Linked DNA regions of Sus scrofa: all the other regions are linked to region 2. The links are chromatin contacts, called in public HiChIP or PLAC-seq maps. All regions are on one chromosome and are shown on one strand. Each heading gives the region's core, a stretch centred on a gene start, on an enhancer-like site or on the middle of the called end of the contact. The rest is flanking DNA. Distances are from core to core; before and after follow the strand shown. Region 1 overlaps GNG12 (guanine nucleotide binding protein (G protein), gamma 12). Region 2 overlaps LOC110261213 (a long non-coding RNA gene). Region 3 overlaps GNG12 (guanine nucleotide binding protein (G protein), gamma 12). Region 4 overlaps GNG12 (guanine nucleotide binding protein (G protein), gamma 12).

Evidence for each region. HiChIP or PLAC-seq counts read pairs in DNA pulled down with a chosen protein or histone mark.
Region 1: an H3K27ac HiChIP or PLAC-seq map of skeletal muscle shows a contact between it and region 2. The contact joins two enhancer-like sites. A contact is called at or near these places in 1 of 47 Hi-C or Micro-C datasets (embryonic fibroblasts) and 2 of 2 datasets of contacts at active chromatin or transcription factors (alveolar macrophages and skeletal muscle).
Region 3: a contact with region 2 is called in an H3K27ac HiChIP or PLAC-seq map of skeletal muscle. The contact joins two enhancer-like sites. A contact is called at or near these places in 8 of 47 Hi-C or Micro-C datasets (blood, embryonic fibroblasts, epiblast stem cells and 5 more) and 2 of 2 datasets of contacts at active chromatin or transcription factors (alveolar macrophages and skeletal muscle).
Region 4: an H3K27ac HiChIP or PLAC-seq map of skeletal muscle shows a contact between it and region 2. The contact joins two enhancer-like sites. A contact is called at or near these places in 1 of 47 Hi-C or Micro-C datasets (embryonic fibroblasts) and 1 of 2 datasets of contacts at active chromatin or transcription factors (skeletal muscle).

Annotation. Positions count from the first base shown.
Region 1 is chr6:144,880,969-144,886,521 of Sscrofa11.1, reverse strand. The region is part of intron 2 of GNG12 (guanine nucleotide binding protein (G protein), gamma 12); the gene reads right to left. Among named protein-coding and RNA genes, the nearest start is that of GADD45A, 60 kb to the left of the region's middle. Within about 2 kb of position 1,346, at least 52 of the 83 cell types and tissues checked have an H3K27ac peak or open chromatin away from gene starts, as enhancers often do. A contact at or near this core is called in skeletal muscle, where this site is marked.
Region 2 is chr6:145,064,777-145,070,884 of Sscrofa11.1, reverse strand. It overlaps LOC110261213 (a long non-coding RNA gene), which reads left to right. Exons shown (of 2, transcript XR_002345157.1): 2 at 2,138-2,376. Among named protein-coding and RNA genes, the nearest start is that of SERBP1, 120 kb to the left of the region's middle. Within about 2 kb of position 1,879, at least 21 of the 83 cell types and tissues checked have an H3K27ac peak or open chromatin away from gene starts, as enhancers often do. A contact at or near this core is called in fetal liver, liver, omental adipose tissue and 1 more, where this site is marked.
Region 3 is chr6:144,864,941-144,870,955 of Sscrofa11.1, reverse strand. All of the region lies in intron 2 of GNG12 (guanine nucleotide binding protein (G protein), gamma 12), which reads right to left. Among named protein-coding and RNA genes, the nearest start is that of GADD45A, 76 kb to the left of the region's middle. Within about 2 kb of position 2,490, at least 50 of the 83 cell types and tissues checked have an H3K27ac peak or open chromatin away from gene starts, as enhancers often do. A contact at or near this core is called in fetal liver, liver, omental adipose tissue and 1 more, where this site is marked.
Region 4 is chr6:144,909,459-144,915,101 of Sscrofa11.1, reverse strand. It overlaps GNG12 (guanine nucleotide binding protein (G protein), gamma 12), which reads right to left. Exons shown (of 5, transcript NM_001145387.1): 3 at 2,388-2,499; 4 at 1-526. The coding sequence starts at 2,480. The coding sequence ends at 401. Among named protein-coding and RNA genes, the nearest start is that of GADD45A, 32 kb to the left of the region's middle. Within about 2 kb of position 3,686, at least 21 of the 83 cell types and tissues checked have an H3K27ac peak or open chromatin away from gene starts, as enhancers often do. A contact at or near this core is called in skeletal muscle, where this site is marked.

The DNA of each region.
Region 1 (5,553 bases), core at 97-2,596, 180 kb after region 2:
GTTTCTCAAAATGTATTACAACTTAATAGGTATACACGGACATAAGGGTCCATGTCACATCAATTTTGGAAAGCCCTAGTTCAAAGAAAGATGAATGAGCTTCTTTCATGCAGGAAGGACTCTCAGGGTCTTTCCACACGAAGATGCATTTGTGATCTGTAAGAGGCATGTGGTTTGCAGCACCAATTATTTGAACACAGACACGTTTTCCTAGGAACAGCTCATGCGATCAGTGTTCTGCTGACCACACTTTTAGTAAATGCTGGCAAAGAGAGTGATTAGGAACAGGGATTAAATTCTGATGCTCGCCATTCAATTAATTTTGTGACTTTGGAGATTGCTTAACCTAAGCCTCAGTCCTTTTATCTGCAAAATAGGAATAACCAGAGCCCCTATGCCTCCTGGGGCTTCTGTGAGAATTAAATGCACATGTGCAGTTTTTAAAAGGGTGTCTGGTTCTAAGCATTCAATACACAGGAGTTATTAAATTATTTTAATAAATCATTTAAGAACAAGGGGATTATGAGGAATCCACTAAAAGAAGCAGAGAATCCCTCCCATATTGTAAATTCTCAGTTGATCTTCACAAACAACAGTTCCTGGCAGAAAAACGTGAAAAATGTTTATGCACGAGAAAATCCTAAAAAACCATGGCATGCCTTAGGATGCCGAGAAGAGAAACAAGGGAAAATATTTAAATAAAAACAAAACAAAACCCGAAAAACAAACAAAGCCTCAGACAGAAAGTTTCTTTGGCAAACAGGGTTCTCTGATACCGTCACAGACGCTGACCAAGAAGGACACGGGCCAATTTCCTGAGGACCAAACCAAGCTGAGCCCTGTCCTTCAAGGGGTTGGAGGGTGGGGTTGGGGGTGGGGGAGGAGGGGGGTACAGAGCCAGGTGATAGACTCACTGCACTCAGGAAAAGGAGGGAGATATACGCGGATTTTGGTGGGGGGCGCGCGGGGGGGGGGTTGCCGCGGGGGCAGTGGTGGTGGTGACTTCTCATAACTGAACTGAAAATGGCTTGGCATTGACAGGAGGTCTTCCTGTTCCCGTTTCATGGGGTGACTCATGCATCTGCCATTTCACTTGCAGCCACTGTGGGAGAACTCTGTGCAGGAACTCTGACTCCACAAAAGGCACCCTCCTCGCTGCCTGATACAGCAACCCCCGCTTCCCCTCCAGAACCCCCCCTTCCCCTCCTTCTGGCCATGCCTGCCAATCATGTGACAGTGGACAAGAACCAAGCCGATGTCCCCACCCCCCTTCCCCCAAACTCCACCCCCCACCCCCGGCCCCTCCTCGGTCAGGCTGCAGAAGCTGCAACTCCCCGGAGGCAAAAGTGGAAGCCAGGGCACCTGGAGCCACTGCGCTCCGTGGGCCGGCGCGCCTCTGAACCCCGGACCTGCTTGCTTCCTGTTGTGCAACAATGTAAATGCGCCTGTGCTCAGGCCAGGGCCAGCTGCGCCGGGTGGCAGGGACGTGTGAGTAATGGAGCCACTGGGGCAGCCTCTGAGTGGAACCCACTGGAACAGGCCACAGGCTCAGACTGTGGTGCCAGCCCTGGGGGGCCGGGGCCCTCCACCCGGCACCTCCTCTACCAGGGAAACTGTCCAGGCAGTATGGACGGGCCAGCACAGCCTGGGGAGGTCAGGAGCCAGGAACATCAGGAGATGGTGACTGAGTGGGAGGCAGATGAAAACCTAAGGGACTGGACTGCAGGCTAAACTCAGGAGGGTTTCTCTGGGTCACTGCTAAGCGGTCTCAGTTTCCTCATGGGTAAGATGAGAGGGGCTCCTCTCCCCAGGGCCCTGTTTGTGCAGGCATCACCGGGTGTGCTTTTTAATATCCTCATTAGAAAGGAAGGGTCTCCCTCCCCATTTTGCAGACGTGTAAACAGAGGCTTGGAGGAGTGACTTAGCTTGGCCAATACAGTCTGTAGGTCTGTACAAGTAAATGAGATGTGGAGCTGGGACTGGAACAAATAATTATGAATATTCCGATGTGTCCCCTCTTAAAGTTCTACATGGGCTTCTAAGCTTCCTGAAGAGGATGTCTGCAGCTCACCATCAAGTTTTAATTTTTTGGCATGAGAATTTCTCACTTGGTAAATGATCTGCAAATTACACATTTTACTTTCGATGACCCTTCTTGGACTACTTATTCTTTTTGCATTGCCAGAAGGAAGGTGCTAAGGGAATTGTAAATGAATTTTGCAGTTAGCTAAAGCACAGTCTAATTGTAATTCTCATATTAAATTGCTTGCAAAATAAATCACTAAAATAATTCCACGGCCAAAAATAAATGAGTTCTGTTCTAAGGTGATTCCTTGGTTATTGGTCTGAGGAAAAGTTGGCGCTAAAAGTCAGGACAGGTATATGGGTGGTGGAAGGAGCTTTGGGCTGAGGTTAAGGAGATCTAGGGGTCCACTGGCACCCAGTCATTAATTAGTTGTGTCACTTACGCAAGTTACTCAATCCCATTCCCTTTCCTTTCTATATCAGTAAAACAAAGGGCTTGGATTAGTCCCATGTTTCCCTCCCATTTAAACGTGAAGACTCCTTTTAATGTACAAACACTCATTATAAACTCTCCCCTCCAAAGACACTTGGTGAGAATAGGTTGTTGTTGGGAGTTCCCGTTGTGCCTCAGTGGTTAAAGAACCCGACTAGCATCCATGAGGATGCGGGTTCAATCCCTGGCTTTGCTCAGTGGGTTGTGGATCTGGCGTTGCTGTGAGCTGTGGTGTAGGCTGCAGACGTGGCTCAGATCCCACGTTGCTGTGGTTCTGGTGTAGGCTGGAGGGTGCAGCTCCAATTCGATCCCTAGCCTGGGAACCTCCATATGCTGCTGGTGGTGCCCTAAAAGACAAAAAGACAAAAAAAAAAAAGGTTGTTCTCAATTTTACTAATTGCCACATCTCCATAAACTTGAATAAGGGTAGTGCACTAAGGGTCAAGGCATTATTTACTCAGTGTGTGGTCAATGTGCGGCCTCTCTGCACTCTCTTGCCCTTGGCAATAAACCTTCTACTCTCTTTAATATTACTGTCTCTGCACAAATTTTGAACTTTTGCATTAAATGGCCTCAAAGGTTCCTTTCAGTGTCAAGCTCTGATTTTTATCATATGTTAATTATTTCTTTCTATTTTTGGTTTGGAACAATAAAGCAAAATTTCAGTTACCGCTTTTGTTTTGCACGAAACCGCATTCACCATGTATTCGTCAGACACAAACTCAATGCTGGTGCTGGGCCTACAGAGGTGAAACAAAATAGACACAGTCTCTGTGTGTCTCTGTCAGAGTTTGGCTCTCTGTCAGGTTTTCCTCAAGATCCTGCGCCCCCCCCTTCTGTTTATGTCCAGCTTCCACCTCCCCCTGGACATCTGGCTTCTAAGAGCCACTTGCCTACTCAACATCTGCGCTTAGATATTGAACACGCATTTCAAGCTTAACATGTGTAAAGCAAACAAATTCCACCCCCTCTGCCTGCCAAAATCCATCCTTTCTTCATGTTTGCCATCTCTGAAATGGCAACATCATTCATTCAAATGCTCAGGCCCCAAATACCTGGAGCATCCTTGGCTCCCTTCTTCCTCCATTACTCAGCAGGAAATCCTGGAGAGAGCTCCGCTGGACCTACCTACAGAAACACATTCTGAGCCCAGTGGCTTCTTATCACCTCCATGCTCCCAGCATGGTCCAGGCCATCCGCATCATCTCTCTCCCAGACTCCTGAGACGGCTTGTTAGTTGTCCTTCCCTATTACTTTTTTGCTACCCTCCTGTTTATTTTACAATCAGCAGCTAGAGTGAAGCTTCCTAAGTTTAATCTGATCACATTGTTCTTTTGCTCAAAACCCTTCAGTGGCTTTCCACCATTCCTGGAATAATTCCAGGATCTTAGCTTGGTTTATGAGACCCTAGATCTGGCCCCTGGCTACAATTCTAGTTTTCTCTCCCGATTCTTAAGGTCTACTTGCTTTTCCATAAACATGTCTGGACTGCTCCTGCCTCAGGACCTTAGCACTTGCTATTCCCCCTACCTAGAATGCTCTTCCTTTAGATACTGTGCACAGGTTATTCTTTGCTTCTTCAGGGTTCTGCTCACATCACTTTCTCAAGAAGGCACTCTTTGACCACCATGCCTGAAAGAGCCACTCCCCTACCATACCTGTAACTTTCTTTCCCCTTATTCTGTTTCTTTTTTTTTTTTTTTTTTTTTTGTCTTTTTAGGGCTGTACCCATGGCATATGGAGGTTCCCAGGCTAGGGGTCTAATTGGAGCTGTAGCCACTGGCCTACACCACAGCAACGCCAGATCCAAGCCGCATCTGCGACCTACACCATAGCTCACAGCAATGCTGGATCCTTAACCCACTGATCGAGGCCAGGGATCAAACTTGCGTCCTCATGGATACTAGTCAGATTCTTTCCACTGAGCCAGGACGGGAACTCTCCCCTTATTCTGTTTTATTTTCTTCTGAAATTGGATCACTTTCTGACATTGCATACTACATATGTTTGGTCTGCCTTTGCCCCTAGAATCTGAGTTCCATAAGGACAAAGTCTGTCTTTTTATTTTATCTTATCTTTTTGGTCACCCTGTGGCATACGGAGTCCCCAGGCCAGGGATCAGATCTGAGCCACAGCTGCGACCTATGCCTCAGCTGGGGCAGCGCCAGATCCTTTATGCTGGGCCAGGGATCAAACCTCTTTGTGGCGTTGCAGAGATGCTGCCAATTCTATTGTGTCACAGCAGGAACTCGTTTTTTACATTAAATTTTAATTTTTTTCTTTTAAGGTCTTTTCCAATGCTGTCGGCCCAGCTCCTGTAACAGGGCCTGCTACATACAAATTGAATGAATGACTGGCTGATACAACACTATACGTGTCATTATGTGTGTCTTACGTGCCACCTTCTGCTTTCATATTATCACTAATCCCAGCACTAACCCGACAAAGTATATAATATCCTAACCCTTCCTCAGATGAGGAACTGTGCTCAGAACGTGTATGGTAAACTGCAGCCTCTCAGGCACTGACTGGTGGGGCAGGGGTTGGTCCAGGGTTTAGGTGGCACGTGTGAGATGAGAAAGTCGAGGAAATGGCAGAGTGTCTGGATGGCTCAGTGACTCTGCTGGGTGGGCCTGCGGTTAGTGGGATCCTGATGTTCTATGAGAATGAGATCACAGAAATTATTTTAGCAGCTACTGACGAGGTAGGGATACCCCCTGGAGTGGACTTGGTGGTGACCGTGGCATTGGGAACTCCGACCCTCTGGCTGCCTGTGGCTGGACCAGTCTTAATTATCCTCCCGTTCTCCTGCAAGTCCTGCCCTCCCCAAACTCCTGCTCATGTGGGCCTCCTTCTCCCTTATTGAAAGTAAGAGATCACGAGTTTGCCTCACTCTGCAGCCTGTGCTTTGAGCACAGGGTCAGCTCTCTTCAGGGCTGAGTGACAGTTCTCAAGCAGCTGAAAGGGGTCACAGAGGTGCTCCAAAGGAATGCAACCAGTCACCTGGCTTTGTGGTCAGGCTGGGCAGCACCCAG
Region 2 (6,108 bases), core at 630-3,129:
CCCATCTATGCGAGGAATGGAGTTTGACACTGGTAAGGCACCCAGAGGTTAGGAGAGTGTTAGTTGAAAATACTGCTTATTGGCTGTGTGACCTGGGACAGGTTATTTGGCCTCTCTGAGCCTTGTTTTCCTGTTTGTCATTTATCAACTGTCATGAGTTTATGAGGATTACGAGATAATTAATATATATGCTCAACCTAGTGCCTGTTGCATCCTAAGACTCAAGGAATTGTTGCTATTTTATGATTATTAAGTACAAAACAATCATGTTAGACCTTAACAAATTCAGTTCCAGAGCACCCGGTATGCATCAGGAGCCATGTTTGGCTCTGGGGAGGTGTAAAGAGAGAGATTGTCCCTGCTGTCAAGGGGTTCCTGGGACAGGCTGTCAGTAAGTCATTACAATACTATGAGGGAACCACAGGAGCAGAGACACAAAGGGGTGTTAAGAGGGTAGAGGCACGTGGGAAGGGTCAGTACAGGTTTCTGGAGAAGAAGATGCCTGAGCCGGGTACCAGGGAGAAGTAGGAGTCTGCCAGGTGAGGAGATGGAGGGTGAACAGACCAGGGCAGAGGGCTGGAGGCATTCCAGAAGAGGGGACAGCTTGAGCAAAGGCTTGTGCAATACTCAAGGTGTTGTGTGAACGGCCTTGAGGCGGGTGGAAACATCTGGGCAGAAGAACTCAGGGCTTGATGGAGAAGAGCCGAGTCGGAGATTTGTGTCCTTCCCTCTCCAGCTGTTAACAATGGGGAGGTCCTGCCCTTCAAAGACTTCACTTCCTCATAGGTAGAGGTTACACAGGCTCCTTAACAGGGCTGGCTCTAGGCGTAAATGCTTCTGGGCTCGTACAGCAACAGGAGTGTCTGCAACTCTGTCTCTTGCACTCCCCCCCACCCCCCCGGGTCCTGGGTGACTTGAGTATCCCATGACTTTTGAGTACTCAAAGGGTATCATGCTAGCTCGCCTAGCAGAGTGCTTGGCGTGTGCCAGACCCAGGGGTAAACACCCCTATTCTTATTCAGGCTTCACACTGGAGGAGCTAAGCTCAATCCCCATCCTTTCCTGGGGTGTCCAGGGCTCGCTGAGGGGGCTCCCAGCACTTGGAAAATCCTGGGCAAATCTGGATGAGTGGGTCACCCAGCAAATGGGAACAAAGGAATTTACCAAAATGCAGTCCTCTTGCAGGCGGATGGCCTGGCTGGAATTTGAACCTAGGTGTGTATGCCCTTAACCACTGCATTATTACTTAAACTGAAAAATGATGTCCCTTCAAAGCAGCCTAATCGCTGGACTCTGATTCATTCCCAAACAGACGGATTAATCTCCTCTGTCTCTAAACTTACTAATTCTCCTTCTGCACAATGGCACTGGCATTCAGTCTTAGGATATGACACCCATATTTCGAATACTTCAAATATTGTCCTGCGGATAGACTGTAAACAGAGACATGAGCCGTGGGGGAGGTGAGGAGAGGGGAGGGGATGGGATGAGGCCACGGCCACCAGCACCTGTTCCCCCTGGGACTGCAGCCGAGTATCATCTCAGGCCCTCTGCTCCCATCACCTCACTTCCCTCCAGAGCCAGAGGCACCAGCTCCAAATACTTGGCAGGCCCACCCTGCGAGCCCTGCAGTTGGGCAGCAGCTGTGAAATGAGAGTCCAGGAGGGGCACCGAGCTGAGCAGGGAGCAGAAGCCCTCAGGGTCTTTGCTTTCTTTTCCAAGGCACATTTGAAACCAGCAGCACGCTGGTGCGAGGCTAGCGGCCCACAATGCAGGATGAACTGGATGCCTGCTGGGCGACAGGCAGGACAAGGGCAAAGTATTATTTACTCCCTGGGAACAGGTGCTGCCCGGGACTCGCAGTCCTCTCTTACTTGACTTCTCTGCCCACGTGTCCCAGCCCTTCTCAGAGGCAGCTCCTTCCAGTGCCCCACACAGCCCCAGCCCTCCGCACTGTCTCGTTCTCACCTCCTGGCAGCGCACAACTTCCAGGATGCCGGTGGTGGCCCAGCTCCCGCCTGAGACATGTGCTTGCAGGAATCAGCTCGTTTTACATAAGCTGTTGGTGCAGATGTCAGGTGATAACAACGTTTGGGCCCCAGTTAACCTTGGGGCTGCCCCGTCTGTGCCCACGCAGATGCATCAGAAGGCAGCAAGGGGAAAATTGCGGAAGAGCAGGGGAGAAAATAACACTGCACGCAAGCGTCTTTGTGGACCGGCAAATTCATCTCTGGAAAATGCCCTAGACCGTGAACCAAGATCAACTTTTTTTATGAGACGGGAAACAAACAATCATGCAGGCAAACTCCAACTACCACCAGCTGGTTTTTCCTCCCCTGATTATGTGTTATTTCCTTAAAGCTCTGGTTGGTAAACATGCACGACTCTTCTGTTGATTCACAAAACAATACAGAAGGCAGTTAAGATTTCTTTGCACAGTTTGATTAAGGACAAATATAGAAGGGAAGTGAGTGAACAGAAGGCCTGGAGGGCTTGTTTGGCCATGAACTAGACCACGTGCTGTGTTCACCCCATGCCCCTCTTCCCAAACCCCATGACCCTCAAAACACATCAGTGCCGACTGTGAACCAGCTCCTCGGCCCAGGGGTGCAGAGAAAGCAAAATGCTCCCGACCTGGCAGTGGAGGGAAGACAAATATGCAGATAATCACAACACATGGCCCAGGGTCGCAGCTCCACAAGTGAGGAAAACCACACGCTGTGAATTAAGAAGAGGATACAATTGCACGCGGTTGAGGATCTCTGAGAAGATGGCCATGTGGTGTCCTGGTTCAGACCCTCATCTTCTCTCCTGGACCAGAGAAACTGTGTCTTCAGTAGCATTCTGCTTCCAGGCTTGCCCTTACTCCAGTGCACCTTGCATCTTGCTGCCAGGGATGTCTTTCTAACTTAAAAATTGGACACAATCCTCCATTCATTTTAAAACCTTTATCGACCCCCAGCGCCCCAGGATAAAGACTAACCATCATCTAGCCTCCACCTCCTTCCCCAGCCTCATATTTCAAACTCATCTTTTCAAACCATTTTCACTCTATCAGTGATAAACCTTATGTCATTTGCCTTTCCTTAGATTGCCTCCCTGAACTGAGCTCCTGCTCATCCTTCAAAATCCACTTTCATATGACCTCCTCATAGTATTAATCATGCTTTTTTTTCTGTGCTCTCTGACTTGTACTTGCGATGTGGATTATATGCTTTATTTTCCTACTAAAACACTGGAGCCTCTCAGGGTAAGAGTCCTGTATAGTTCAAGGCTGTATCCCTGGCATCTAGCATAATGCCTGGCACTTAGTCATGCTCAACACATGCTGCCATGTTTCCTTTCCACCAAGGGAAAGTTGACACCCCACTTGGGACTGGCCATACATCCTCAGTGCTCCCCTTCTCCCTTTCTGGGACCTTTCCTCTGCGTCCTTACCATATCTTTCCAAGGCCTTGTGTTCCCTGCAACCTCAGCACCCTCCTCTCCCTGCCAGCGGAGGAAAAAAGGTCTGGTCTTGGGGGAAAGAAAATTAAGCTTTTCTAATGATTTAACTTGTTCTGTCTCCAGCTCACAACCTGTCCCTTGTTATACATATTGAAGGACTCTTCAATCTGATGGGCTAAAGAAGAGGGCCATAAAAGGGGAGGTATTAATCTTAATTGGTCTTCTGTGTCTCTCATGTCCTAGCTCCTTTGGTCCCACAACAATCCAAGGGACAGGGTATTTTTACCTCCATTTTATAGATTAAGACAGTAAAGCTCAGAAACAGCAAATGACTGCCCACATCACTTACAGGATAAGTGATGGAGCCAGGACTTCCGATCGTCTGATTCTAAGGAGCTGGCCCCTTGCACTTTATTATATGTAGGGAGTGTCTGTGGAGCTGGGGAGTCTGGTGTTTCTTAGTCACTTTCCAAAAATGGAAAGCTACTCTCCTGATTATTTCTCTACCCTAGAGATCCCATGTTGAAACCCTACTTCTTCTAAGATGCCCCTGTCTGATTCAGCCAGCCCGGGTTGATCTTCTCTTTTTCTCACCTCCCATTGCTCACTGTGCTCCTGGGTTAGGGATGGATTCTGTATTGCACTCGTCTTGAGCTGTTTCTTTATCCTTTTCTTTTTTCTTTTCTTTTTTTTGGCCATGCCTACAGCATGTGGAAGTTCCCAGCCAGAGATCAAACCTGCACCACAGCAGTAACCAGAGCCATAGCAGTGACACCACCAGATCCTTAACCTGCTGAGCCCCTAGGGAAATGCTCAAGCTGGTTCTTGTGCACACATCTTTTCATCCCAATCCAACAGCTGGAAACATGGATCATCCTCCCGAGACAAGATCTAGGACAATCCCAGGCACATGGCAAGAAGCCAACCGATAAATCCTTTTATTCCCTAGACACATTGATTCATAGATGCAGAGCCCTCAGTTCTATTCTACCTTCAACTCCTTTTGTGTTCTCGGACAAGTCACTTGCCTTTCTTTGGACCTCAGTTTCTCACCTCTAACGTAAAGAGGTTCAACTAGAAAAATCTTTTATGATAGTATCTAACAGCTATATAAGAGTTCACTCTGTGCCAGGCATTGTTCTAAGAGCTTTCCACCTACTAACTCATTTAGTCCTCACAATGGCCCTTGGAGGCAGACTCTCTCATGATCTCATTTTATTGGTTCAGGAAACCAAAGCACAGAGAGGTTAAGTAAATTTCCCTAGGCCGCACAGCCAGTAAGTGGCAAAGCCTGGGCTCAAAGCCAAGCAATATGGTTCCAGAGTCCATGCTCTAACCATTACACCATATTTCCTCTCTTAGATTTCTTTTTGTTTAAGAACATTTTATTTATTTATTTATTTATTTTTTTTGTCTTTTTGCTATTTCTTGGGCCGCTCCCACGGCATATGGAGGTTCCCAGGCTAGGGGTCGAATCAGAGCTGTAGCCACCGGCCTATGCCAGAGCCACAGCAACGCGGGATCCGAGCTGCGTCTGCAACCTACACCACAGCTCACGGCAACGCCGGATCGTTAACCCACTGAGCAAGGGCAGGGACCGAACCCGCAACCTCGTGGTTCCTAGTCAGATTCGTTAACCACTGCGCCACAACGGGAACTCCAGAACATTTTATTTTTTAATGATTTTTATTTCTTCCATTGTAGTTGGTTTACAGTGGTCTGTCAATTTTCTACTGTACAGCAAAGTGAACCAGTCACACACACACACACATGTGTATATATATATACATTCTTTTTCTTTCATTTTCCTCCATCATGTTCCATCACAAATGACTAGATATAGTTCCCTGTGCTATACAGCAGGATCTCATTGCTTATCTACTCCAAATGCAATAGTTTGCTTCTGCTAATCCCAGCTGCCAGTCCATCCCACTCCTTCCCCCTCCCCCTTGGCAACCACTAGTCTGTTCTCCAAGTCCATGCATTTCTTTTCTGTGGAAAGGTTCATTTGGGCCTATATACTCTATTCCAGATATAAGTGATATCATACGGTATTTGTCTTTCTCTTTCTTTCTTACTTCACTTAGTATGAGAGTCTCTAGTTCCATCCTTGTTGCTGCAAATGGCGTTACTATGTTCTTTTTATGGCTGAGTAGTATTCCATTGTGTATATATACCACATCTTCTTTTTTTTTTTTTTGTCTTTTGTCTTTTTGTCTTTTGTTGTTGTTGTTGTTGCTATTTCTTGGGCCGCTCCTGCGGCATATGGAGGTTCCCAGGCTAGGGGTTGAATCGGAGCTGTAGCCACCAGCCCACGCCAGAGCCACAGCAACGCAGGATCCGAGCCGCGTCTGCAACCTACACCACAGCTCACGGCAACGCCGGATCGTTAACCCACTGAGCAAGGGCAGGGACCGAACCCGCAACCTCATGGTTCCTAGTCGGATTCGTTAACCACTGCGCCACGACGGGAACTCCTATACCACATCTTCTTAATCCATTCCTCTGTTGATGGACATTCTGGTTGTTTCCATGTCTTGGCTATTGTGAATAGTGCTGCAATGAACATATGGGTGCATGTTATCTTTTTCAAGGAAAGTTTTGTCCAGATATATGCCCAAGAGTGGGGTTTCTGGGTCATATGGTAGTTCTGTATTTAAT
Region 3 (6,015 bases), core at 1,241-3,740, 200 kb after region 2:
ATTAAAGCCAAAGTACTCAGAGACAGAAATATCTTCCTGATATGCAGGTACAAAGCTCTCACACATCACAGACTCCTCTGAATTCTTTGGGGAGGTGGCCTGGGTGGGAGACCGGCAGAGTTAAGATACTCAAAGTGGTTAAATTAACATACTCAGCAGGTACGCTGACTTTCTAAAGCTGAATACCAACTGGGATAATTAAAGGATAGAGCCTTGTCCTTTTAAAAAAAAATTGACTCCCCTATAAACTACCAGGTGACAAAGGTATAATTGTAAGGATACATAAGGAAACTTTTCTTCTCTGTTCTTAATTTAAAGAAGTCCCACTTTACCTCCAAGCTGAAGGATCACACAAATCTGTCAGAACTAAAGGGAAAGTTACAAAACACTATTTTTTTTTCTTGGTTTGATTTGTTTTTAAAAATTAAGCCTGCAACATCCTTTTTTCCCCCCAGTCACCAATTGGACCCAGGCTGGGAAGTGGCTTGTTCCCCGGGGAGGATCCGGAGAGGGGCAGCTTCTCAGCAAGGAGACGGTCACTCCAGCTCTGCCCTGAGGGATGGAGGAATGCCCAGGAACCTCCTCCTTCGTTACTCTTTGGCTGTGTGGCTGAAAATAAAATCTGCCTTTTTTTTTTTAATGCTGTTCTAAAAATAGGGGGGTTTGGCTTAAATCCGCCAGTTGGTGTTTTGATTTTTAAATTATGTGCAAAAAATCATGCTTAAGCCCTACTGAGCACCAGTAAGTAACTCAGGGACGTTGCAATTTTATTTTGATTTCAAAGTTCTAAAATGTTCATCGTCTTAGACACAGGGAGAGGTGAAAGGAGATAAAAGGAGGGTGACAAGGATGTTGAAAGCTTTAACTTCAGTTTGAAAGCAAAAGGCAGCTAGACATCCCTCAAACCAATAACATATTTTAAAAGATTTTGGAGGCTGGGGTTGTGGGGCGGGGGGGGGGAGGGGAAGAGAGGATAATTCACTCAAAAGAAGTGGAAGAAAAACTGGTGAGTTTTAATTTATATTTTTCCTGGGGTCATTTCTGGAACCCAACTTCATACACACAAAACGGCAAAAATGTAGCTTTAAAAACACAAAGACTCTTCTCGGTGTTGGGTGATACAAGACGTGGTCTTTGAGAAAAGAGTTTTAACGTTTCCCTGATTAGGCACCACTCATAACCAGAAAGTATCTCAAGAACGATGGTGTTATTATAGCATCTTAATGAATGAAGATTCATTCCACATGAAATGGGGCTATTTTTAAAAGGCTGTCATATAATGGGAGGGGAGTGAGTGGGGAGCATTTATAAAGAAGCCAGTACCAGCGCTATCTGTTTCCTGACAAAAAAAACTGAACTGCATCAAACAATTGACTTCCCCAGTGCATTTGAGTGTCACAGTTTTCAGCTAATCTCTTGCGGACCAAGATTTGGAATTCTGGCGTGTGTGGGTAGCACCATGTGTGAACTGTCTCTCCTCCTCTCCCCGGAACAGACACCCACAAACCGATGGGGGTGCTCTGAAGGTTAAATTGGATAGATCCATTGTCCAGGAATGTACGCTATGCGAACAATGTCAGCTCCCCGTGCCAAGGCAGAGATATTGTGGGACTTGAGGCTGCTGGCCACGGGGAGAAGGATGGTGGGGCGTTGCTCTATTCACTGGGGCCAAGTGGGAACCTGCGGTGAGTGGCTGCAATGTTTCAGTCTCCTAATCTGCAAAGAAGACAAATAATTACAGAACTGGCTATATTAAAACCAGAGACTCTTAGTCTGCATGCAGGGGGAGGGGGGTGGAGAGAGGGAGGGCAGGGATCAGAGAGTGTTTTCCATTTTAGGGAGGACAAAAAAGAAAAAAAGTCGTCCTGCAAAGGGGATCACGATTTGCTTTGTAAAGGGCTCTTCCGTTTGCAAAAGAGTTCTGCTGAAGAAGGGAAATCCTGGGTAGTTAAGAGTTTGGTTTAAGATCAATAAAGAGATCCCGGGCTTTTTAGATGCTGGTGACAGAGAAAGCAGTGCGAGGAGGCAGGCGGCCAATCAGAGATCAATCTCACAGGAAAGTCAGAGAGGGCCAGCAAAGATACCAGGGGCGTCTGGGAAGACAGAGTTGGCTTTACAAAAATCTCCTTTATACATTTTTTTTTTTTTTTTTCTTCAGAGAAACACAAGGGATGTGAGATCGTCAATGGAGGCATCGAGAAGGGGGCAGGAAGCTGGGGGGGAGGGGGCAGCCAGGAGAGAGGGTGGAGGAAGGGCCGCAGGCTCTCCCCGGGGGTGGCAGTGTCTTATTTGCACCCTCTGAGGGCTCCTGAAAGAATTAACATGCGCTGCCATTCTTGTTTTTCCAGTGGTGACTTCATCCAGTCCCTGCAGAAACTCAGAATTAAATGTCATGGTTTTGTTTTTGGGGAGAGCAACCACCCCCTACGCCCCAAGGAGGGAGTTCTGCATACCGCGGAGGGCACGCGAGGACTGAAGCGTTTGCGGAGCCGCTGATCATTAACGCGCTGAGTTCGGAGGCAGGAACTGCCCCTTTCTTTGCTGACTCTCCCATTTCCTTCTATTGGATCCTGCCCTGCCCTGGTTTACTTTCTGTTTCTCCCACTCATTTCCACGCATTCTTCCCTCACACAGCGTCCAGGAGAGCCTCTTCCTTTCTGTAGACGAACGGGGCACTTCCCTCTCAAATCCTCCTTTTTTCAAAATGAATTCATCTCGACTTATTTTTCCAAGCCCCCTCCCTCTTCTCACTGCCGGGCGGTGGGGGAGTTCCTCTCCTTGCCCAATAATGCAGAATTAAGTTGAAGAAAGCTCTGTGAGAAACTGTAGGTAAAAAGTTGTTCCAGGAGTTCCCATCGTGGCTCAGTGGTTAGCGAATCCGACTAGGAACCATGAGGTTGAGGGTTCGATCCCTGCCCTTGCTCAGTGGGTTGAGGATCCGGCGTTGCTGTGAGCTGTGGTGTAGGTTGCAGACGTGGCTCGGATCCTGCGTTGCTGTGCCTCTGACGTAGGCTGGCGGCTACAGCTCCAATTGGACCCCTAGCCTGGGAACCTCCATATGCCGCTGGAGCGGCCCTAGAAATGGCAAAAAGACAAAAAGACAAAGAAAAAAAAAAGTTGTTCCAGAGGCAGAGCCATCTGGCAATTCCATGTGAGGGCAGACACATCTGAGTCTGCAGCTCAGTTTTGTCACCTACTAGCAGTGGCTAGGTTACCTGCCCTTCTTAAGCCTCAGTTTTCTCATCTGCCAAATGGAGATAATTATGTAAAAACCTTGCAAAGGGCTGAGAGAGATTTGAATGAGACAAGCCTATGAAGCATTTCCAATTGGTGACCACAGTAAATGCTCCATGAAAGTTTGCATTATTATTGTTATTTAAACCCTCTGGATAGGCGTGCCCCCCCTCCTTCCCCTACAGCCTCAGGAGTAACCAGGAAGCTAAAGAACAGCATCATATGGAAGCCTCGGGTGCAAGTATTTGCTGACTCAGCCCCGGGGAAGTACCCTCTGTACTTCTCAGAGGCAATGTACAGAATGGAGCAAAGAGCCTGTGTTTAAGGCATTTCCAATCAGGACACAGTGGTTGATCTGGAGGCCTTACCTGGCAGCCCAGCCCCAGCCACATTCCCCTCTCCACAGGCTGTCAGCATTCCCAGGGGCCTGTAGCACAGCCCCAGACTCAGGAATTTTACAGCCAATTTGCTCCCTCCCCCCATGTCCCTTCTCCCTTTTGGTGACCTCAAGGCTTGAGCTCAATGAAAAGCAGCAGCTCTGCCTTACAAATAAGGCAAGGAGCCTGCGTGCCATCCCGAGTCACTGGTTAAGGTCTGTCTCGTGTCTAGACACTCCCAGAAAATGACACAGAACATAAAGTCAGGCTCCACATCTCAGAAAGCCATATTCACCAGGGTGTGCTTTGGAGCTGGAATTTGGGGCACAGGGGATACACCATTATCCAGATTGCCAAGAGCCTACCTTTAAGGTGTGGGGGGCTGGGGGGTGGGTGGGGAGAAGAAAGGAAGGAAGGAAGGAAAGAAAGGAAAGAAAGAAAAAGTAGGGGGAGAAAAAGAGAAGCCCGAACCCTTCCTAATAAGGTAATGGCACATGCCAGTTGTGGTTTCCAATTGCTCAGCATCTGGGAGTCATATGACATTCACTGCAGCCGTGGCTTCACGCTTGTGCGTGCGAGGCTCTCCGGGAAGAATTGGAGAGTCTTTGGTGTGCCTCTGGGGATGACAAGTGAAGAGCGACAAGCTCCCCTCCTTGAGGCTGCTGCCCTCAGGACCCGAGCTTTGTAGCTCAGGCACTGGGAATGCTCTCAGGTTGCTCTGCAGGCATGCTTTCTCCTCTCCGGCTGGGTACAAGCTTCTTGAGGGCAGAAACGCTCCTTTATTTCTTTTGTTTCACCCTGCCATGCTTATCAGGGTGTAATCCACCCAGGAGTTACTCAATAAATGCCTGATGATGGACTCAGGCTGAGAATTCTACAGATCAGTAGGTGATCGCTTCATATCATTAACCCCCAACTTATAAATCGGCAGGGTTTCAAAAGGTGGTTTCAAAGAAGGCGCTTAAGGGGCATATTTTCCCATAGAAACGGTGGTATCACTGGGGGTTGGGTTTCTAGGTCCACTCGCTTCTCAGAATATGCTACACATATTTACAATCCTTCTCACTGAGCCATGCCATTTGCCTTGGACACATGTTAGACTGGCAAGTACATGCGCAGAATAAATTTCAGTTCTTTCAGTTTAATGACTCAGCTACAGCATCACTGACTTGTGCGGACTGCACCCCTCCCCCTTATCGGATGTATTTCCTATTTTACAACACTTTGCGTAGCATCAGGCAATAATCTATACACTAGATACTTAAAAAATAACATTAAGAGGGAAGGAATTATTTTTGATCATTAAAAAAAAAAGATGCATGCCCTTCTGCTTTTGCTTTTTATTAAAATATTTTTTCAACAGTGTTTAACTATCATCTAGGTTACCTGGAATTTCCCAACCACACATACATACACCCTCCTATACATGCATTCATAGTCTATTTCCGAAAAAGACCTGGAGTAAAAATCATGGCCTCGAAGACTGGCCATTTATATTTTTGTGTAGATAGCCGTGTGGTCTGGGGAAGCACTATCCACTGTCCAGGATGCGGCCTTCCAACAGGTCAGGGAGGCAGTGTCTGGGACCATGTGTACAAAAGTACAAGCACCGGAGTTCCCATCGTGGTGCAGCAGAAACAAATCTGACTAGGAACCATGAGGTTGCGGGTTCGATTCCCGGTCTCGCTCAGGGGGTCGAGGATCCGCTGTTGCCATGAGCTGCGGTGTAGGTCGCAGACGTGGCTCAGATCTGGCATTGCTATGGCTCTGGCATAGGCTGGAAGCTGTAGCTCCGGTGAGACCCCTAGCCTGGGAACCTCCATATGCCATGGGTGCAGCCCCAAAAAGACAAAAGACCAAAAAAAAAAAAAAAAAAAAAAAGGAGCTGTACCAAATACCTGCTATTGCACTGCTCCCTATAATATTCCCTAAACACAGGTAACCATACAAGCCATACCTTGGCCCTTGTTTCCATTCAAGAGCATCCCCCAAAGATACACCTAATTGATTTTCCAGCATGAAGAGCAAGACTGGTATAAAGGTCCTCCTGTGAATACTGGAGAAGAGCCAAACCATAACAGCAAGCAAACAGGAACCTCTCTCGAATAGCGCATGCTAATAAACTCACGTACTAAATGCACCTCTCCCCATCCTTTAGAGTTCACGGCTGCCTTTCTAACCCAAATCAGCATTTAACACGGCGCAACAGAGATGTCAGGTTAATGACCGTGCAGCGTGACAAGTACCAGTGCATTTGTATCGCAGCTGTCTTTCAGCAAGAGTTATTACCAAGACACAAGGAACCGCGGTCTCTTCTCCACCCCCTGTGCTCCTGGCTCATCCTTGATTGATTAGGCTGACCCTTTCATGGGAAGCTCTGAATAACTGATGTTCTCCTTAGCAG
Region 4 (5,643 bases), core at 2,437-4,936, 160 kb after region 2:
ACCCTATTAAGAACACACGATGATAGAAAGGTTTTAGGCCTTAAGTTGTCTTGGCATTTTAATCTAGACGAATGCTCAGGTAATTGGGGTCTTAACTGGATCACTCATATATTTTAATGGTGTTTTTGAAAAGGCCAGATCAACTTTCCTTCAGCAGTCACCCCATATGACACACTAGTTACCAAAGGGAAAACGAGACTGCTATTTTGTATTAATTCAGTAAAGGGTATTTTAGAGCAAGGACAACTTGGAAAATAAAGACTTCAGAGTCGATGATTCCAAGCTAAGAGCATTTTAGTGATTAGCAGTGGTTACCAAATAAGCCGAAGGTAAATCTTTTTAAGGAGCTGCTCACAATTTGCTTTGTTGGGACGTGGGGCGGGACTGCTTGACTTCTCCTCTATAAGATGATGCAGGTTTTCTTATCCTTGAAAGGGTTTTCTGAAGTTGGTATCCCCATCAGCAGAGGGTCATTTCTGGCATGTTCCTCGCAGTAGGACATGAGGTCCGCTGATGCCTTGGAAACCTGGTATGTAGGCAAGTCAAAGAAAACAAAGAAAATACTTTATCTGCAAGCTTTAAAGCTATCTGAATACTCACCCATTGGGTGGAAGACTTGGGGAACAGGCTAACCAGTGTCTCGAAGTATCACTCCCAGATTACCTGCTACTTTAAAAGGGAAAAGGTGGGGAGTTCCCTGGTGGTATGATGGTTAGGACTCAGTGCTTTCACTGCCTTGGTCCCGGTTCAGTCCCTGTTCTGGGAACAAAGGTCCCAGGTGAAGCCGCTGTGTACCATGCCCACCCCTGTGCCCAAACAAAAGGAAAAGGTACTTTAAATGGACATTTCTGATAAGGTCTCCTTCACCAAGTGATCAAACTGACATCAGCTGTCTCCCAGGGTGAGTGTGGAACACATACCGCCAGCTAGCTAGTACTCCCATCAAAACATCTAGCCAGATTCTGACTGTGGGCAAACCATCCCATCTAAAGAGCGGGCCACTCTGCAAAGTGAGTGACCGGGATTCTTCAGAGCTGGACTGTGTGTTACATACCATTAGCAGCTGATGCTCAGTGTGCCAATTGTACTGTGGTTAGGTAGCAGAATGTCTCGGTGAAGTAGCAGGGTAATGAGTCATAATGCCTGGAAATCACTTTTGAGTAGTTTCAAGAAAAAATTACACGAGTATGTGTGTAGAGACAGAGACAGGAAATGTGGGAAAAGACTAACAAATGGTGAATCTTGGTAAAGAGTAGGTGGGAGTTTGTTGTTATAGCTCTTCCAGAGGTTTGACATTTTTCAAAAATAAAAAAATCAGGGGAGGGGAAGAAGCCAAGCACCTGTGATTCAAAGGCAGGCTGTATCTTGGTTTCTGTGGAATAAAAAATTGATCAGAATGCAGCAACAGAGTTAGAACCAAATTATGGTCTCGGAGCCAAAACTCTGAAAGAACAAGAGCCAAGGTCTAGGGACTTGCAAGACTTGGCTTGGGGAGATAAAAAGAGGGACAAAAGCAGCATGGGAACAGGCATGCGTTAAAAATGGACATGCCATGTCCTGGTCAGCAGTCTGGGTAGGAGACCCTCAGAACAATTGGATCATGGTCCTTGGGCCAGGGGCTCGGGGCCGCCAAGCCCTTGACAGACAGAGCGCGGGAAGCCTCCTGTTTTGAAGACAAAGTGACTATCTCCCGGCCCAGAGGAATTTATCAGGTGACTGCTTCGGTATCGAGGAAACAGCATGACTCACAACATTCCAAGGTATTCCAACATTGCTGCCTCGCTGTCTCTTGGGATTTGGGGGGAAAAGCCTTCCAAGTCAGGTGACCCTACCAATGCCTTCTGGGTTCTTCCAGATCTCAACTAAGGCTGGCAATGGGCACCCTGGGTGCAGAAGGTGGTCACAGAATTCCACACCCACTCAAAGAGCGGCCGTCTCCTAAACGGGAGACCTGGTTGCTGCACCATCTGCCTTGCCTGGGTGATGTTGTTAGGGCCGTGGCTGCACTGATAATGCTAGAACACTTCAGACATTCCAGAGGGATGACCAGGGTATTAACAAAGTCCACCTGGAACCCCCGTCTAGACGGAGAACATGGCAAGCAGAGGGCTTGACCATGTGCATTCAGGGAAGGCAGGTCCTCAAGAAATCCTGTCACGGGTTTTAGGTTTTCTGTCCAAACAGAGGCGAACTCAGACCGGCTCAGCCGAGCTTCTGCCGTGGGGCTTGTGCTATTAGAAATCAAAGTTTAAGACTCTTGCTCAAGGAGAATCCTGGCACTTGGCTGAACTAAAGGGCACCCACCACCTTCTCTGAAATGGGGCCTCGCCGTGGGTGAGCAGAGGGAGCTGGTCTGAAAACGTGTCGGATCCACTGGAGGCTCCTACCTTTATTCTTTCAATGGAAGCTTCCATCCTTAGCTGCTGCACCGTCCTCCTTGCCTGCGCGATGTTGTTGGTGCTGGCTGTTTTGCTTGACATCTTCGCTGAGGGTTTTCACCTGAAATACGAAGAAAAACAAATTTTTTTCAGGGTGAAGAACAGTCATCTTTAAGCTGTTTCAACATTCATCATGCTTTGTGTTACTTGAGGGGAAAAGGATGCATTGCCAGTCGCCACAGCCTCTGGGAGGCAGTTCCTACAAAGCCCCTCAGCAACTGGAGGGCTGGCCTGGGTCTCGAAGCCTGCAATCCTTTTGAGCACTTTCTGCAGAAACCCCGTACTTGTGGTTCCATCCACGCACCCCCACATACAGCATAAAGTTGCCTTTCCTAGGATTTTCTTAGGGGAAATAAACACACACAAACGGCCGTGGTACTTAGGAGGCCTCCGGCACACAGGAGCACGTGCAACTGGAGGCTGCGTCCCGTGTGCAGGTTAACAGGACCGCCCTGTATGTTAAGAGGAGCTGTGACTGCACTTCGTCTTGGCTCGCTTACCCAACTATTACACCGATGCAAGTCCTGGCACCAGAGAACAGCCAAAGAGTGCTTCTGGAGACCTTTGCACAAAGGGTGCATTCTGAGGTGCTATCAAGACCTGCAATCGTTTGCAGAATGTTAGTTGGGCAGATAAGGGTGTCTTTATGCCAGAAAAAGTGGGACCCTTTCAGCTGAAAGACTCTCAATGACAGAGCCACAGCAAATGTCAAATGGGATAGCGCCTCGAGCCTGAAATATTTAGTGAAACTTTATCAGTCCCCGCCTTTGGCCTCTCTCTGGCCTCATCCTGGCGGCCAGGGTGCTTGCTAATCCCACCCATGTTCCTGGGCTGACTCTTCTCTCGGGCCTGAGCCCTTGGATTCTAGGCTGCCTTTTGCCTCCCTCTCCCCAGCCACCTGGTGAACAGCAAAGGAAACATCGTGGACCTTGAGCTTCGACCTGTCTAGTTGTCCAATGGCACAGTCCAAGGGGAAGGCGGGCCGAGGAAGAGCACTGCCTGGTGCCCCTGCCATATATGGCTAAGTGATGGCACTAGAAGAAATCACAGAGCTGGCAGGCCTGGCAGCAGCGTGGCAGTTTTATGACTCAGAGCAGGTGGACAGTAGGTGTGCCACCCTGGTGCTATGCCGGGGCGCAGCAAAGTCAGGGCGCCGTGGCGCCGGCAGCAACCCCAGGCTGACTCAACCTGCTGGACGGGCTGAGGCTGCACAGAGCATAGCTGCAGACAAGGCTGCAGAAAACGGTAACCCAAGGGCTCCAACAGAGTCCATCAGAGGTCTACAGCACTTGGAATGCTCCTGAGGGCTGAGTTCAAGGACTTGGACCCTCTGAGGTCAGAGGCATGTGGGTCAAATGCACCAATAACACGGTGCTTTGAACTGCATGCAGAACTTTGAAATCCAGCCTCATCAGCCAGCTTCACGTTCCTGGTTTGTACCCTGCCTCTTCCACTTGCTAGCTGGTTGACACCGGCACTTACTCAACCTCCGTGAGCCCATGTTTTCTCATTTATGCTGTGTTTTTTTTATAGTAGAGGGATACTACTGTCTTTGAGGATTCAATTCACTGATCCTCATGTACTGTTTAGCATAGGAGCAGGCACTCTGCACCCAGCAGCTGCTAGGATATTTGTCCTGGGGAGTCACACCTGGCACAATGAACGGGAATTCCCTGTGTATCTGTCGTTGTCCTCCTGGTCATCGGTCAAGAGTTTTGATGGACTGGTCTGGGTGGGCTATAGGCATGGAACCTAGGCCTCCTGCTACTGTCTAGTGTCAGGGCAGGATGGAATGCTGGTGACAGCCCACTGGGGATTGCCCTAAAATAAGGGAGCCCAAGCCGTGCAGGAAACTGGGAGGAGGCATTGTGTGGCAGGGCACAGTGGCCTTGCCTTGTCCTAGGCTTTGGGAGACCTGATTATAACACACTTCCTAATGCGCTGCCTCTTCCTCAGATTCCTCAGTCATCCTGCCCCACCCAAAGGAGAGGCCTAGGGTCTCCTCCCAATGACTTGGCTCACACCCCGTGGCCGGGCCCAGCCTGTTCTGTGCTCCCAGGCAAGCGCTTATTAACAGAGCCTTTGAAATGGGTCTAAGGCAGCAGGCACTCGCTGTGAACAGTGTGAAGTGCCCCAACCCACAGCACGGGTCCTTGCTTCGTTCCCTGCGGCGCGTCAAACTGGGTTCCCTGGCCAGCTGGCGCCGGTCCTGAGGACTGGCCCCCAGTCTGCAGAATGCAAATGTGACACCCTTTCTGAGCAGCCTGTGGTTTCCAGGCTGCACCCTCAGGACTTTCTGAAGGTTCCCTCTGCAGGAAAATAACGCCGAGCATTCTCTTCGTCTTCTCAAGCTCCAGGGCATAAAGCGTCCCAGGCCCGAGCAAGTTTTCCTGTAATTGCAGAACATTTCACACACGTATCAGGACTGGGTCAGCCTCAGCTCCCACCCATGTGGCCGTCAGCAAAGAGTCCACAATGGGCTTTATTTATAAAGTGCTTGGGTCCATCCCCCTAAAATCGGTGAGGAACTTTGCATCTGCTACACGGAGGACTTACTTCCTGACTGTCTTATAGTCACGATTATAAACAGCCAGCGGTTCACAGCTCGTGCTTGCCAGCTCAGCACTTGTTCAGCTTCCCCCACTCCTGACATCTGTGTCCTGACCTGCCTCCTCCACAGCCTGCTCCCCCTCCCTCAGAGTGCTTCCTGCTCCCTTCCACTGGGGAACCCTCGAGAAAACCCCAGGTCCACCGAAAAAAGAACATCATTTTTTAAGGAGACAGGCTTCCTAGGACACCTCAAATCAAAATTACATTGTTTCAACTTAAAGGAGCCTCCTCAAGGAACTCAATCTGCTGGGCTGAGTTGCCTTGCGTGTCCACAAGCAGGGTCACGGCTGTTTGACGCCTGAGCGGTGGGCCATGTTTACAGGCCCTGGAGGTCTTGCTGGGGACTTCCTTCCCAGTTGCAGCTGCCTTGCATCGCTCAACAGCTGGGCTGGGACAGAACCAGACCCAGAGGCTGGGATGCAAACATCTCTGAACATCTCTGCATCCTCAGAGGGTTTTCTTCGGTCTTCCCTCAGTGGCAGGGATGTCTGGCTGTTTGTTTGTGCTACTAGTTGGATAAAAAGCAGGCTTTATTCTTACTCCAAGAATAGCTTCCAAGACAAACACCACCTGATATGTGTATGGACTCTTAGAA